Linked DNA regions of Hordeum vulgare: region 2 is linked to region 1. The links are chromatin contacts, called in public Hi-C maps. All regions are on one chromosome and are shown on one strand. The core of a region is the stretch at or near the end of the contact, and the rest is flanking DNA. Distances in the headings are between cores, read along the strand shown. Region 1 holds the start of LOC123396118 (CBS domain-containing protein CBSX1, chloroplastic-like). Region 2 holds the start of LOC123399577 (structural maintenance of chromosomes protein 6B-like).

Region 1 (7,389 bases), core at 4,549-7,048:
TATCTTCAAAACCTATGTGACAGACCGGACATTGTCTCCTAGTCGGTCTGTGGCGGACTACTAGAATGCCAAGGCAAGGTAAAACTCCTCTGATCACTTTCCAAACAAAGTGCTTGACCTTACCAAGGGTTCGTAGTGCCCAGATTCGCTTCCATATATCACGAGGCTGACTTCCTTGTGCACTGGATTGGTCCCATTTATGGCCAAATTGGTGCTGGAATTCTACGTGATATGCAGATCCCACTGTAAATTCTCCGGACCAGTTGTAGTGGCACGAAACAAAGTCTTCCATCACGTGCACTCGAAGTGGGATTTGTAGGATCCTGCGAACATCAACTGGCCAAAATACTGATCGGATTAGGTTCTCATCCCATTGACCAGTGAACGGGTCAATTAGTTATTCAACCTTAGTCAACATAGTTGTCCTCCTTGGAGTTATGATCTTCCTCGACTCACTTAAAGGAACCCAAGGATCATGCCGGATATTGATTCGTGAGCACGTACCCACCCGCCAAATACTTCCACGCTTAAAAGTTTGTATGCCCGATACAATACTTTGCTAGGTGAACGAAGAGCCCTTGTTGGGTCCGACCTGAAGTATGTTTCCGTCCAGATAATATTTTGCACTTAGAACTTTTGCACACAAAAATTCAGGATTCGGGAGCAACCGTCAACACTGTTTTGCTAGTAAAGCAAGGTTAAAATTGTGAAGGTCTCGAAACCCCAAGCCACCTTTCCTCTTCGAGATGCATAACTTTAACCATGCAAACCAATGCATTTTTTTCCTCACTATCTCCCCACCAAAAAGCTGCAATCTCAACTGTTATTGACTTACATATGTTCTTGGGCAAGTTAAATACTGACATAGCATATGAGGGAATTGATTGGGCCACTGCCTTCAGCAAAATTTCCTTCCCTTGCATTGAGAGAAAAATTCCTTTCCAGCCTTTAATTTTCTGTAGGATGCTGAAAACAGTAACTCATATCCACCCCTACCATAGTACGGCGCCCAAAATATTTATGTGTAAGTGCTTCTGTTAAAATGTCCAGATTAGTAATAGTCAAAGAAAAGAGAATGAGGAAAGAAAAACAGAAAATACACTTTGGTTTCCGGTTGTATATACATCCTACATGAGGAATTTTTAATAATTAATTAAAAAGTCAAAATAGTTCTAAAATATTTTTAAATTAAATTTGACTTTGTTTTGCACTAGTATATAAATTTTCACGAAAAAAGGTCAACATTGACTTCTGAACAAAAAAGACCAAATTTATTTGCTATTATAGGTTACTATTCACACTATTTTGATCGAAGATTTGTCTTTTTTAAAAAAGAAGTCAAACTATAATTTTATTTTTATGGATTTTTTCTTACAAGTACAATGAAAGGTTAAGTTTATTTTAAAAATATTTTCGACTTTTTTAATTTTTTATTGAATCGCTATTTATTATTTTGCTTATAGGATGTATATACACTCATGTTCCAAAAGTTCTCCTCCAAAGAAACCGGGATTTGGTCGCAAGGTGTAGAATGGTCCGACTACAACGCCAATACCAGCAAAGCTCCGACACACAAGATGAATGGTGGGACAGAACCGTGGCGGCAGCAGCAAAAGAACAAAAGTGCGGCCACTACGGTGTCTTGGTCAGTGTTTGGTGGCATTTCTGTTGAGAAATAAACAAAACAGTTTTCAAGGGTGCGGTGAATGGCTTTGACGCAGCCACAAAGTAGCGCCAATGGTGCAACCAAATACTACTTCCTCTGATCCATATTACTTGTCTTACCTTTATCTAGATAATGGACTTTGGCTGTAGGGATTTGGGATCTCTTTGCCCTTTCAAAAGAGACCTAATTTTGTATATATAACCGGAACTTCTGTGCATATATATAGACTCGCGTTCTTTCAATAAAAAGGCACACAAAACCAACGAAAGACCGTTGCAGTTTACTCAGGGTCAAGGGAGATGATCACAACTTATGAATTTCTATACCACAAATAGATCTAAACCTCACAAAAAACACAATTTTCAGGTTAGCATAAAACTGAAACAACAGTAACTCATAAAAGGTTGCTCTTGCTTCATTTCCCAACAAGTACATAACCTCGCCCAACTTTCACCGTGTAATAGATTGTTTGGAACTTGCACACCACAGTATGAATCATATGTCGGGAAACTATGCAAAATACATGGTGCAACCACACCTTTGTGTCTGGTTAATATTATTTGCTACATCCTCGTCAGTTGTAGGATGAAATCATTTTCTGGACAACTATAAAGGGCATCATCATATCAAAGCGTTGAATGCACTATATAAATCACTTTAATATGCTCGAGGCTCGTACAAGCCATCGAGAAAAGAATATTAACCTCCATATACCATGCTACTACTACCTAATATGGAGAGACAGCTGAGTATGCTGACCTCAAATGAATTGTAATCGTCGTCACGCGATACCTATATTCCATTTCTCTGCAACAGTACACTACTTATATTACATTGTAAACAACATTATGTCCATCTATGCTCCAGGGAAAATCTGCTTCTGCGCTACCAGACAATATTTCAATTCAGCTGAATTGTCGAATTGCCCCGCAGGTTCAACCCCAGTGGTGTCCTTACAAAGAACCATCAAATTTAAGCACCTTCAGCTTTCTTCTTTATTTTGAGAGCAGCTCTGACGACATTCCCCCTTGTGATCATCCCAACCTAGTTCAGGATAGAAATTTCGTTTTAAGACACCGAGCTAAAGAGAGAAAAGGGGAGTCATAGATTCATCCACTCACCAATTTTCCCGTGCTATCAACAACAGGCAATCTGTGGTATTTGGTTTCAAGCAGCAACCTGTTGAATAATAAAAAAACACCACTCTCAGTAATAATAAGTCGGTAGATTTAGCCCTGGGGATTCACAAGGATTGGTTGAAAATACCTTGCAGCAGCGTCGAGGTTAGTAGTTTCACGCACCACAAGAGGCGAGGGAGTCATAACATCACCGATAACTTTGCCACTGGTTTTGCTCAAGAGTCTCTGGATCTCGCGAAATGTCTGCAAACAAGTGATTATGAAGGAGTCTGTAAGTTACTGAACCAGGAACATTGAGTGGGAGCACACAATTAAAAATTAACTGGATGCTTTGAATGTTACATACTATGTAAGTTCATTATATTAAGGGACCTAATCTAGTGATGTCCCACATTCTTGAGTAGGAAAAGAACAGTAACAATTTGCTCTACAACACACGCTTAATTACACCAACAGTTCCACGGGGTACAGTATAATATACTATTCAGTCAACAATATTATATAGTTATTACAGAACATAATTTAATCCATTAAATGTGAAGGTGCTGAAACATTTGCTAGATCACTGTTTCTCAACACAGAAAGATAATAAATTCCAATCACAGAAAATTCCTGCCTTGCAAACAAGAACGTTCCATCCCAACACATAGAAGTTATACAACTCAACATATGAAAAGAAATGCATACTTATGAAATATAAAACATAAAATCATCAACCAAGGTTTTACAGAATATACCTTCCAAGTGCTATCTACTTCAGGGAACATGCTTGAATTTGTATCGGCCAGTCCACATCCTGAAGCATAAGAATGTATTCAAATATTGACAAAACTACTCGTTAAGATTCATTGTGTTGTAGACATAATCTCAGTACATTTGAGAGTACTACGAAAGCACTAAAATCTGGGAATGAATGGCCCCAAGTTTATCCGTGAATCTTAAATCAGCAAAAGACAATTTATGACCATGGCTGTTAGCATCGTTGCGTTGTAGATATTATATCCCATTTTTTTTTTTTAAATCCTTCAATCCAGGATTGGAAGATCAGAAGACAGTGGCCATTCTTTTAAACTGCTTCAAATTAAGATCCTGGGAACCTTTTGGGATGATATGCAACGGTAGCGCATATGTGAATTGATTTTTACAGCTCAGAAAATATGTATTAATTTGACCGTATGATTTCTTTGCAAGGAAGTGACTAAAAGTTCAAGATGGAATACCTGCCATTGAGTCCAAAGCTAATAGATCATAATCTGAGACAACGCCAACCTGCAGGTGGAAATAAAGCCGTGTTGTGGCTGAGTATTTCATTACAGAAAAACTGGGGTGCAACCAAAACCAACAGAAGAGGTCAAGAAGAAAGCATGTGAAAGTCAGTCAGTTCATCATTGCAATATAATGCTTCCTAAGACATAACATGATAGGGAACAACAAAAGGGCTCTTTCCTTTTTCCTTGGGAAGAACCCTTCTTTAAGCCTCTCTAAAATTCAATAATCTAAAACCGTAGGAAGAGGATTGACTTGTCATGGAATATTAAAACCCACATGGATTGCTTAGAAGTTATTCTGATGCTGCACATCAGGAATTTTTAGATTGGATGTTACTTACTTAGAGAGAATCGGAGAAGGAGAGAGAACGAGCGAAGATGCATCCAGATTGTCAAAAGGAAATTTCCATGATCAGGTTAGAGCTCATATTTAACTTCCTCCAATATTTGTAGGAAACCCCTTTTCTATGAAATTCTTCCGATGCAATAATTTGGTCCAAATGCATGGATAGGAATTTTTAGTTGGGATTGCAACACTGTATTTGCCGCCCAAAACCCTTTGTTCCGAAAAAGGACTGGTATATTCTGAGCTTAGCTATGTCATAGAAAACATGGACTGGGAAACAAGAAGAGCGGGTTAACTAAATTTAAATGGAACTAACCAACTTCCAGTCGTCATCGATAACAGGGAAACCAGAGATCCTGTTCTGCACCAGCATCTCGAGCGCTGCATGCAAACCAAAGAACTAGTTAGCAATTTGGAAGCTGGTCAGTGAGCAGAAGAGACAACTAAGAATGGGCCACACCTTCATCAACCGGGGTTGACGGCTTGACGACATGGAGATCCTCCTTTTTCGTCATGAAGTCTCCAACAGTGTACACTCCGTTGTTATTCTGAGTAAGTAAGCAGGATGTAACACAAGCAAACTACTTATTTGAGGCTGAACATTGAACACTCGGCAGTAAGAAAACATTTCGTTGAGTATTTGGGGAGAGGGATATATGTGCGAGAATGAAACGAGCTGGGTAATGGAATTTGAGCTATCAGCCAAGTTCCAGTGGTGGTGGAGCGGGTACAAGATCTGCCTCTTGGCTTATGTGGAGATATCGATTCCTCCAACACAAACACAACAATTTGCTTCTCGGGAAAACCCCAAGCATAGCGGATGATGCATCATTTCGTTTCTTTCTGAAATGGCTCATTCCCTTATATTAGTCAGAAAGCAATCTCAGCTGCTTTGTTATTGTTGCTACAAAAGCAGGCTGAGTGCCTACCAATTAAAGGGAGCACGAAAGCAAGCGAACTACTAGTTGCTTAATCCGTGCACTACCACTACACGTAGGCAAGAAAAGCAAGCGACGCAAAATTTGCGCTGAAAGTAATTGGCTAGCTGCAGAGGAGAAAAGGCGTGCGGGCGCGGCACTCACCGGGACGAGGCCGTTTCCAGAGGCCGGCGCTGGCATGGCCGGCGCGGCGTACGCGCGGACGGACGCCCAGCGGCACCTGTTGGGCGCGGCGCCCCGCCGTGCCCGCGCGGGCCGAGAAGGGGCGAGGAGGAGGAGGCGGCCGTTGGCGAGGGGCGAGTCGGCGGAGAGGAGCAGCGTGGACGCGGCGGCCTCCATGGCGAGCGCAGGGGCAATCGGAGGGGATGGGAATGGGAGGGATGGAGCGGGAGGGAGAGGCCGGGATGATATGATGGCAGGAGAGAGAGAGAGAGGGGGGGGAGGGAGACCGCCGATGGATGGGAGAAGGGGTGGATGTGCTTGGATTTTTATAGCGGGTCGGCGGGCGAGGGAAGGGAGGCGTGTTGGTTTTACTTTTGGTCCCTCCGGTGGGCGGGGGTGGGGAATGGTGGATGGACGGAGACGGGAGTGAGGGGGACGGTCGCGGCGGGCGTGGTTCTGCTCGCTTCTTTCTGGCGTGGGAGATTCACCGGTGATGCACGTGATCGTTTACTTGTTTCCCGTTCGTTTCTGCATCGCCTTTCTGGCTGGCCGTCTTCTCGCGGGCGTGACGCCCATCGATGCACGGGCGGACTACGATCCGGCGATGTGAATTGGGAAACGCTTGCGGCCGGCCGAACCGTTCCGCCCGTCACGCGCGACCGGCTCGTGTAGCTGATTAGGATTGCAGCATTTTTTTCGTCTAAATTTGCTGCAACTAGCGTTTAAATTTGTTATAAGCGTTTTTATGTTCGTTTGTCCATAAAAAAGCTGCATATATGTTTGGTTGCAAATTTAGTTTGTCGGTTTTTTTGCTACCATCGGTGTTTTTGATTTTTGCTACAACCGTGTTAATATTTGCTACAGCAGGTATCTTTTTTGCTGCAATCGTTTATTAAAAAAAGTTGCATACATGTTTGTCAGATTTAAAACCCGAGTTCACCGGATTATTTTTGTTGCAACTCATATTTTGTTTTGCTACTACGTATCATTAGCGTCTTTTTTGCTACGATTACATTGACATTTTTTGCTATAACCATAGTTTTTTGCTACGATCTGACGGTGCACCCTACATACGGCCGGCAGATTGGGCAGCCCGCATGCAACCGATCAAAAATTTTGACCGACGCGCCGGCGCGGAGGAATTCCGAGGCAGGTCTGGGAGTGAAACACAAATAGGCTGGAATCTATGCCAACCGGCTGAGACGATGTACGGTCCGAATTCAATGAAGGGGAGACGATGGAATTCTAAAACATGTGAACACCGTTTTTCTTCTTCTTCGACAGAAGAATCACATAGTTTTATTCCACGACAACAAAGTTATAATCCATTAATTAACCTTTTTTTCATGATAATATTTATCTCATCTATTTACATCATAAGAATCATAGTACAAACAAACCGATATGTGGTTGGATGATTAGAAGACGGTGGTATCTCCATGTCACAAGGGTTCAAATCATATATTTGACATTAATGCACGCACGATCTTAGATTTAGTTAGGGATGACTGTATATGAGTGTGTGTCAAACAATTTATCTATATAGGACGACCGTTTGGGACACCTAGGTGCCTGGGCACCTTGGCTACAAACCGTCAGATTAAGTTGAGATGTGTGCATTTATATTAGTAATAGAATGTTTCATTAGGAGAAAATGAGTACTAACTATTGCATGATTTGGACATTTAATACCCACATTAGAATAGAAAGCAAAAATGGACATTAATGCTTACATGCATGGTCCATGCATTTTTCTACATAGAATAATACCTTAGGTGTGACACTTATTTTGAGAGAAATGTATCGTACATGACACCATATTCACGTTATACTTTTGAAGAAAATAATCTGTGCATACAATATCTTAGGT
Region 2 (7,376 bases), core at 1,117-3,616, 810 kb after region 1:
TCGTCGTCTCAGCTTTCGAATCACCGACGAGGTGGAAGGGAGCGGCGATGGCGTGGACTAACTCCCGCATCGGGCTGGAGAACTTCATGTGCCACTCCAGCCTCCACGTCGAGCTCGGCGAGCACGTCAATTTCATCACCGGGCAGAATGACAGTACGCTTCCACCCAAACCCTAGCTTCCCCCCTCATAAACAAAAAAACACGATTTTTCTTTGAAAAACACGTTTTTCTTTCGTCGGAGTCGTGAACTGAGAGACACAGATGTGCCCCTCATAAAAAAAATGTGTTTACTATTTTTTCTTTTGCGAGAGGCACTGTTGTGCTTCCACGCGAGACACGAATTTGTTTTTGCGCGAGACTCGTCCGCGCCTCCCGAAAACGAAAAACAATGTTTTTCTTTTTTCTCTTTCACGAGAAACACGTTTTTTTTGCTTCCGGGAGAGGTACGGATAACTCATTTCTTTCTTTCACGAGAGACACAATTTTTTCATGATTTTTTTTCATCAAAACCTATCAATATGAAATCTAGTTTTGAAGATCTCGATATAAATAATTCAACGACAAAAATGGTTCGAGATTTAAACACATATTTTTAAAAATAAAACATTTTGAAAATAATGGATCTATGAAAAATAAAATAATCCAGGTTACAACAAATGACACATATGTGCGTCATTTGTCGTAACATGGGAAGGTGAGAGTGATTTTGCAAGGGTACAACTAGCGGTCAAAGCTAATGGATCGCAACCCGTGTAGAGATCGCGCTCTTCCCCGTGAAGCGTAGGCGCTCCCCTCGGAATATTCTATTTGTCGCTTGTTGCGTCAAGCAGTCGCCGCTTCGCACATGCAAGCGGTCGAGCAGTGACGCAACGGGCCAAACCATATAACTGCTCGAGCGTTCCGGTTTTGGAAACCTTCTAGAGGTTCCAACTGATTTTTCTTGGTTTTGGAAAACTTCTAGAAGGATCCCTGAACCAGTTTTTTTCTTTTTTACCTTTCTATTTTAAAAAATGTTATTCAAATTCTAAAAATGTTCTCGCTTTTTAAAAAATTGTTCTGGATTTTAAAAAATGTTCTAGATTTTGTAAAAAGTTTTGACTTTCAAAAAGTGTTCTTGGTTTTCATTTTTTTTGGATTTTAGAAAAATGTTCCGGGATTTGAAAAAATATCTGGAATTTGAAAAAATAATGTTTCGGAATTGAAAAAAAAGTTCCGCAATTTGAAGAATGTTTCGTATTTTCAAAAGTATGTTCCAGAATTTGAAAAAATGTTCTGGGATCTGAAAAAAATGTTCTGGAATTTTAAAAATGTTCCTTAGTTTGAAAAAAATCTTCTGAAATTTTGAAAAAATGTTACGGAATTAGAAAAACGTTCGGGAATTTGAAAAAATGTTCCAATTTTTTTTATAGAAATGTTTCGGATTTTACGCAAAAATATTCCGAAATATGAAAAAATATAATTTTTTTTGAATTTGGATTTTGCTAACTTCATGTATCATGGGGTAAATTTGTATCTAAATGTTTTGGATTTTATCCTTTATTTTCTGTTAGTGGGCCGGCTCAGTCGCGATTTCTCTATACGTCCGCGCGCTGCTGACGCAAAGAGCATTTAATAGGGAATCGTTTCCCACCCGCGCGCCGGCCGAACAGACGCGCCGGTCGTTCCCTGACGCGCGCGGGCCCTTGCAACATTTTTTCATCCGCGCGCTTCTCCGGTTAATGAATGCAACATTTTTCGTCTAAATATGTTGCAACCTGCGTCATTTTTGCTGCAAGCGTTTTTTTACTATATTTTGTCTCAGTAAAAAAGCTGCATATACGTTTGGTTGCAACTCTAGTTCGTCGGATTTTTTGCTACAACCGTGTTAATTTTTGCTATAAGCGGCATCATGTTTTGCTGCAACCGTTTACTAAAAAGTTGCATACACGTCACGTAAATTTTTGTTACAACCGGCGTTTGACTTTTGCTACCACATACCATCAGCTTCATTTTTTTGCTACGATCACGTAGATATTTTTTTTGCTACAAATTTTATTTTTTGTTGCAACCGTTGAAAAAATTACTGCATGGCATCGAAATTTTGCTGCATAGGAAGAAAAATATTGCATGCGAATCCAACGATGCGGACGAGCGGGATTGATGGATCCTGCAGCCCGCGCCGGCCCACCGAAAATCTGGGCCGGCGCGCCGGGGCAGATCAACCCCCGTCCAATAGGACCTCCCGCTCCCCTCGCCCCCTCCCGCCAGTCCTCAGTTTTAGCGGGCTTTCTCCCGCCAGCGAACCGCCCACCACACCAGAAGTCCCCCCCCCCAAAAAAAAGAAACCCCCCCCCACTAGAAGGCCCCCCCCCCCCCCCCCCCCCCCCCGCGCCCCAGCTTCCGAATCGCCGGCGAGGTGGAAGGGAGCGGCGATGGCGGGGACTATCTCCCGCATCCGGCTGGAGAACTTCATGTGCCACTCCAGCCTGCACATCGATCTCGGCGAGCACGTCAATTTCATCACCGGGCAGAACGGCAGTACGCTTCCACCCAAACCCTAGTTCCCCCCCTTTTCTCTCCCTCACCGACGCGCCTTTTCTTGGTCGTGCTGGCGCAGGCGGAAAGAGCGCGATCTTGACGGCTCTGTGCATCGCCTTCGGCTGCCGCGCCAAGAACACGCAGCGGGCCGCCAGCATTAAAGATTTCATCAAGACTGGCTGCAGGTTGCGTCCGCATTCTGCACCCTCCAGTATCTTTTGTTTTGTCTTCTAAATCACTAATAATAGCTGAGTCACTACGGAAAAAATAGATTTTGTCGCGAGATAGTTGTTGGTTGGGAATAGCTGCTGTATGGTGCAGATTGGTATGATGATTGCTGCATTTCTGTAGATGGGTTTCCGGATACGGTTTTTGCACACCATTTAGGAACATTGAGGGTTAGACAATCTCTTTGGTTGGGCATGATCCCTGTCGGTCCTAACAAGTTGGTGAGGTGTTGGGACCGGATTAAAGCAAAAGTAGTGTTATGCTGCTAGCACTTGGGTCAATTTTTATTATATGAAAATATTTATTGAACATTTGAACAGCATGCGTTGCACTTAAATTGTCACTAATATTCTTCAAAGCTGTATAACCTGAAAATATGCCATAGTCATTTTTAGGCAATGTTGCAGCTGTATGGTTCAGAGCAAAGAAGAGAGATCACATGGTTTGTCAAAAAACTTAAAACACCGGTCTGGTTTTATTGCATTAATTGATGTATTTTTGTCGCACATCACACTGTTGATATTAATATTAAAAGAGTTTGCACTTTGCACCAGGCAGGTTGCCACTTCTTTCACTTTGCAGCAGGTCACACGGAAGTTTTAACTGTTGCCAGATATAGCACAATAATATTAGGTTGGTAGGTCCCATACAAGCACTTGTTTGAAAAGATCCATAAAAAATCATACATGTTATCGTATGAATACTCCTATATGCCTATAGTTTTACTCAGAAAGACATCATTTCGGTTGAAAAATTCCATACATGTTCGGGTAATCCAGACATCCATCATTCTTTTTTCATGGGTCATATAGTGTTTTTCTAACAACAATCTGTATGCATGTATTTTGTTCTATAATAAACATATAGCATAGTAACTTAGTTTAGCTTGAAGATTCTTCTGTAAAAATTCAACAGAGGCTGCCTATTAAAAGCATACAGTCTCTGGGGTTAGATCTTTGCAAATTGGTGAAATAGCGTCTGAACCTGCTGGTTCACCAAAGGACTGCCCTTGGCCTAATAAAATAATGTTAATCATTCCAAATGGTCAACCACCAGTTGAGCGACTGAACATTAAATCAGAAGGTTGGCTGGGTGAATGACCGGCCCTGCTTTAGTAGCTATGGTCTTACGTATGATTGTGGAATTGATGACTGCATCGATCATGATAGCATTTATCCTCTGACTGTTCTATCTCTCTTTCGTGTTCGATTTAGTATAGTTTATTTTGTTAAATTTAAATCGCAGTTATGCAGCGATTGCTGTCGACATCAACAACCAAGGGGAAGACTCGTTCAAGCCTGATGTATATGGAAACTTAATTAAATTGGAACGCAGGATTACTGAGTCATCGAGTTCTACGATTTTGAAGGATCAACATGGTACTCATACTTGATCCATCTTCCTCCCAGTTGTTGGTTGTGCCCGTCTATTATAAACATTTCATGTGTAAAGTTGTTTAGATTCTGTTTTAGCTGTCAAATTTAGTACTTTAGGTTTCAGTTCTCACTTTGCTAACCTCTACTCTGTATTATTTTAATGGCAATCCTATTTTTTCTGTGACCTTACCAGAGTTCTCAGTTTTTAGTAGTATTTTTCTATTCAAAGATGACACATTCTGAACTTGTGATTGTTGCATTTCTCCATTCATTATCCATTCTTGTGTGTTGACTGCATATCTTTATTCTGTTTAGTGGTTATCTCAAGTTTTAATTAAATTATCACATCTTTCCTATCCTTAGTTGTCTCAACTTTCCATGTTGGCAAACGACACACGTGTTGCTTGTGCTTGACTACTTACTGTACATGTTTGCATGGCTGCAGAAAGTCTGCCTTTTTACTTGTAATTAGGCTCAGATAATCTTTATGTGTACTAGGTATTTACATGTTGCATACATTGTTAAATGCTACTACCTCTGTTTATAAATGTATAAGACGTTTTGGCAGTTTAAATTGAACTGCCAAAACATCTTATATTTAGGAACAGAGGGAGTAGTTAGGCATGAAAATAAACACTGGTAGCGCTTAATTCATTCTTTCCAGGGAAAAAAACTTAATCTCAGTTGAGCTCACCTACAGATGGTGCTACCACAAAAGACTTCTGCATGGTCCAAATCGCATCATGCACATCTGATTGCTGTTAGATGAGAGTCCTCGCTTAAATTGAAAGTGACAGTAAATTCTGAACTGGTTAAATTGATCAAATGGATGATTGCTGTAAATTTACCAATCCCTCCGACCATTTTACTTGTTGGAGCTTTAGTATAAAGTTGTACTAAAGCTGCGGCAGTTAATATGGATCGGAGCGTATATTAATTAATTAACTACAGTAGCCATTCTTGTATTTGTATTTACTAACTGCACAATATTTTACCATGCTATACTATACTGTGCATATTGTGATCATATGTGCTGGAACAGGTAGGAAGGTGGCAAATCGCAAAGATGATCTTAATGAGATAATTGAACATTTTAATGTAAGTTGCTTGTTTGCTGATGAATACTAATTTTATGTAGTGGTTTCACTCATCCAATTGTTTGTTTACTGTTCTCTTTCTGTATTGGGTCAGTTACGGGAAAAAGGTGTAGAAACTGATGGACCCTTCATCTACTTGTCCTCGCTGCACCCTTGCGTGTGTTCATATAGATAAATAACTGTATGTAAGGGAAGATATATTAAAACAGCTACAAGAAGACACCATGCTCTCTTCCTCTCTGGCTTTTTCTCTCTCTCTGCCGCGATTATGCTATTGGTCAGCTTCACAATCACATATCCACCCCCCCTTCCTGTCTGCTTGCTCTCCTTGTTCTCTCTCTACTGACTACTCAGACACGAGACATGCATGAAGAGATTTCATTGGGATGCGCATATACATGCTAATTGTTTTGTTTTTGTCTTATTACTGTAAGGCCTCCTTTGGTTCATAGGATAGGAATAACATACAACAACAACAAAGCCTTTAGTCTCAAACAAGTTGGGGTAGGCTAGAGCTGAAACCCATAAAATCATAGGAAGTGAGATGACATGTGTATCAATTCATGGAGGGAAAGAGATTTCATTTGATGCATAGGATAGGAATTTTTTCATTGAGTCTATGCTAATGTTTTATTTCCTTTGAAATGTCAAGGATTTATTCCTATCCTACATAGAAATAGGAATCCATTTCTACAAATCAAAGGGCTCCAAAGGATTTTTCCTATAAGATTCCTATCCTTTAGAATTCCTATGAAATTACTGTATAGCAAAGGAGGCCTAAGTATATTCATGGGCTAATAACTCATCCTATACCCATGTTCTCTCCTATTAGTAACCCAGCTAATTCAACATGCATGCACATTCTAAGATATGACAAACTCACTAACCAGTATAAACTTTACAAAATAAATGTTAACATGCTTGTGCTATATTTATGAGAGGGGAGGAAGATATGTTACTCGCTAGGTGAGGAATGGGGAAGGGCGTTGATCCAAGCTCTTTCCACGAGTATGGGTTTAGGAATTGAAAAGAAAGGGATAAAACATAAAAGTAGAGACCATGTGGAAGAGAAAGTAAAACCTGTGCTTTACGTGCCTCCGCAGAGCAGCAGATGCGCGGCACCATCACCTCAAGGAACTTTAAAGCGAGCTGAAGTTCCTTCCTTTGCCTTTGCCATTGCCCTCGCCATGTCTGCTTTTCGCCCCTAGCCCATGCTGCCAGATCTGTCAGTAACACATGGCATGTCAACCAATGGGAAAGGATAAAGTGACACAGTTCAGTTGGTGCACTACGCCTGCCTATGTACAAGAGCTTGTTGAATCGTCAAGGAGGCCTTCATATGTGCAGAGCTTACTGAATTATCAATCAAGCCTTTGTGTATGGAGCTTACTGAGCTGTCAAGCAGGGCTTTGTGTGCACAAGTGCGCAATCATATTAGCACTTCACCTAATTCCCTCTTGCACCTTGGTCTGTCATCTTCGCTAATCATACCTTATGAGGACAAACCCTCAAAGCAAGGAACTGGTCTGTTGTCATGGCCCGGCTTTCACGTTACTTCCTCCGCCTTGTATTTGGCGTCTTGCCCACACACATGGTGTAGACAAAGTAGAGGATTTGAACCTTGCGATTCAGCACACAGGAACCGGTCTAAAAGGCAGCAACTCATGCAGCAAACGAGGGATTTGGACAAGCTTACCCCAAAAGTTGGTAACTGGCATCTACCCTGAAACACACATCGTGGTCTTATTCAGAACATAATTGCATTTTACTAACCGCATGGCATGCCTTTATAGTAGCAAGCGACTCCCTAACTTGACCCACAAGGAAATAAAGAACAGAGATCTAATTTCATGTCTCGGTTAAACACAAGGAAAGTAAAACAGGAATTCATTGTCTCTTTTTTTGCTTTTGCACCTTCTTGTATTGGCAAGTTTCTTCGGTGAAAAAACAAAATCCCTAATTTCAGCCTTTTCTGGTTCTCTTCTCTTCAAGCTGATTTTCTATAATAAACTGAATTGCATCCAAAACGTGCACAATAAAGTATCTGGTCTTGGTGGCCGATGGCTACTTCCATCTAACAAAGCATGGCTCCAATTTGGAAACCTTTAACGTGATACCTCCTCTTGATATTATTTAGCTGCTACTAGAAATCTACTTT

Evidence for each region. A called contact is a pair of places that touch in the nucleus more often than the background predicts.
Region 2: a contact with region 1 is called in a Hi-C map of seedling, with 3 times the contacts expected there. The contact joins the promoter of LOC123399577 here to the promoter of LOC123396118 in region 1. A contact is called at or near these places in 2 of 6 Hi-C or Micro-C datasets (leaf and seedling).

Annotation. Positions count from the first base shown.
Region 1 is chr5H:351,373,890-351,381,278 of MorexV3_pseudomolecules_assembly, forward strand. LOC123396118 (CBS domain-containing protein CBSX1, chloroplastic-like) reads right to left here and starts at 5,799. Exons shown (of 8, transcript XM_045091164.1): 1 at 5,502-5,799; 2 at 4,880-4,967; 3 at 4,736-4,800; 4 at 4,026-4,074; 5 at 3,543-3,601; 6 at 2,933-3,048; 7 at 2,788-2,845; 8 at 2,291-2,710. The coding sequence starts at 5,696. The coding sequence ends at 2,639.
Region 2 is chr5H:352,184,383-352,191,758 of MorexV3_pseudomolecules_assembly, forward strand. LOC123399577 (structural maintenance of chromosomes protein 6B-like) reads left to right here and starts at 2,367. Exons shown (of 28, transcript XM_045093980.1): 1 at 2,367-2,517; 2 at 2,597-2,702; 3 at 3,991-4,124; 4 at 5,164-5,219. The coding sequence starts at 2,412.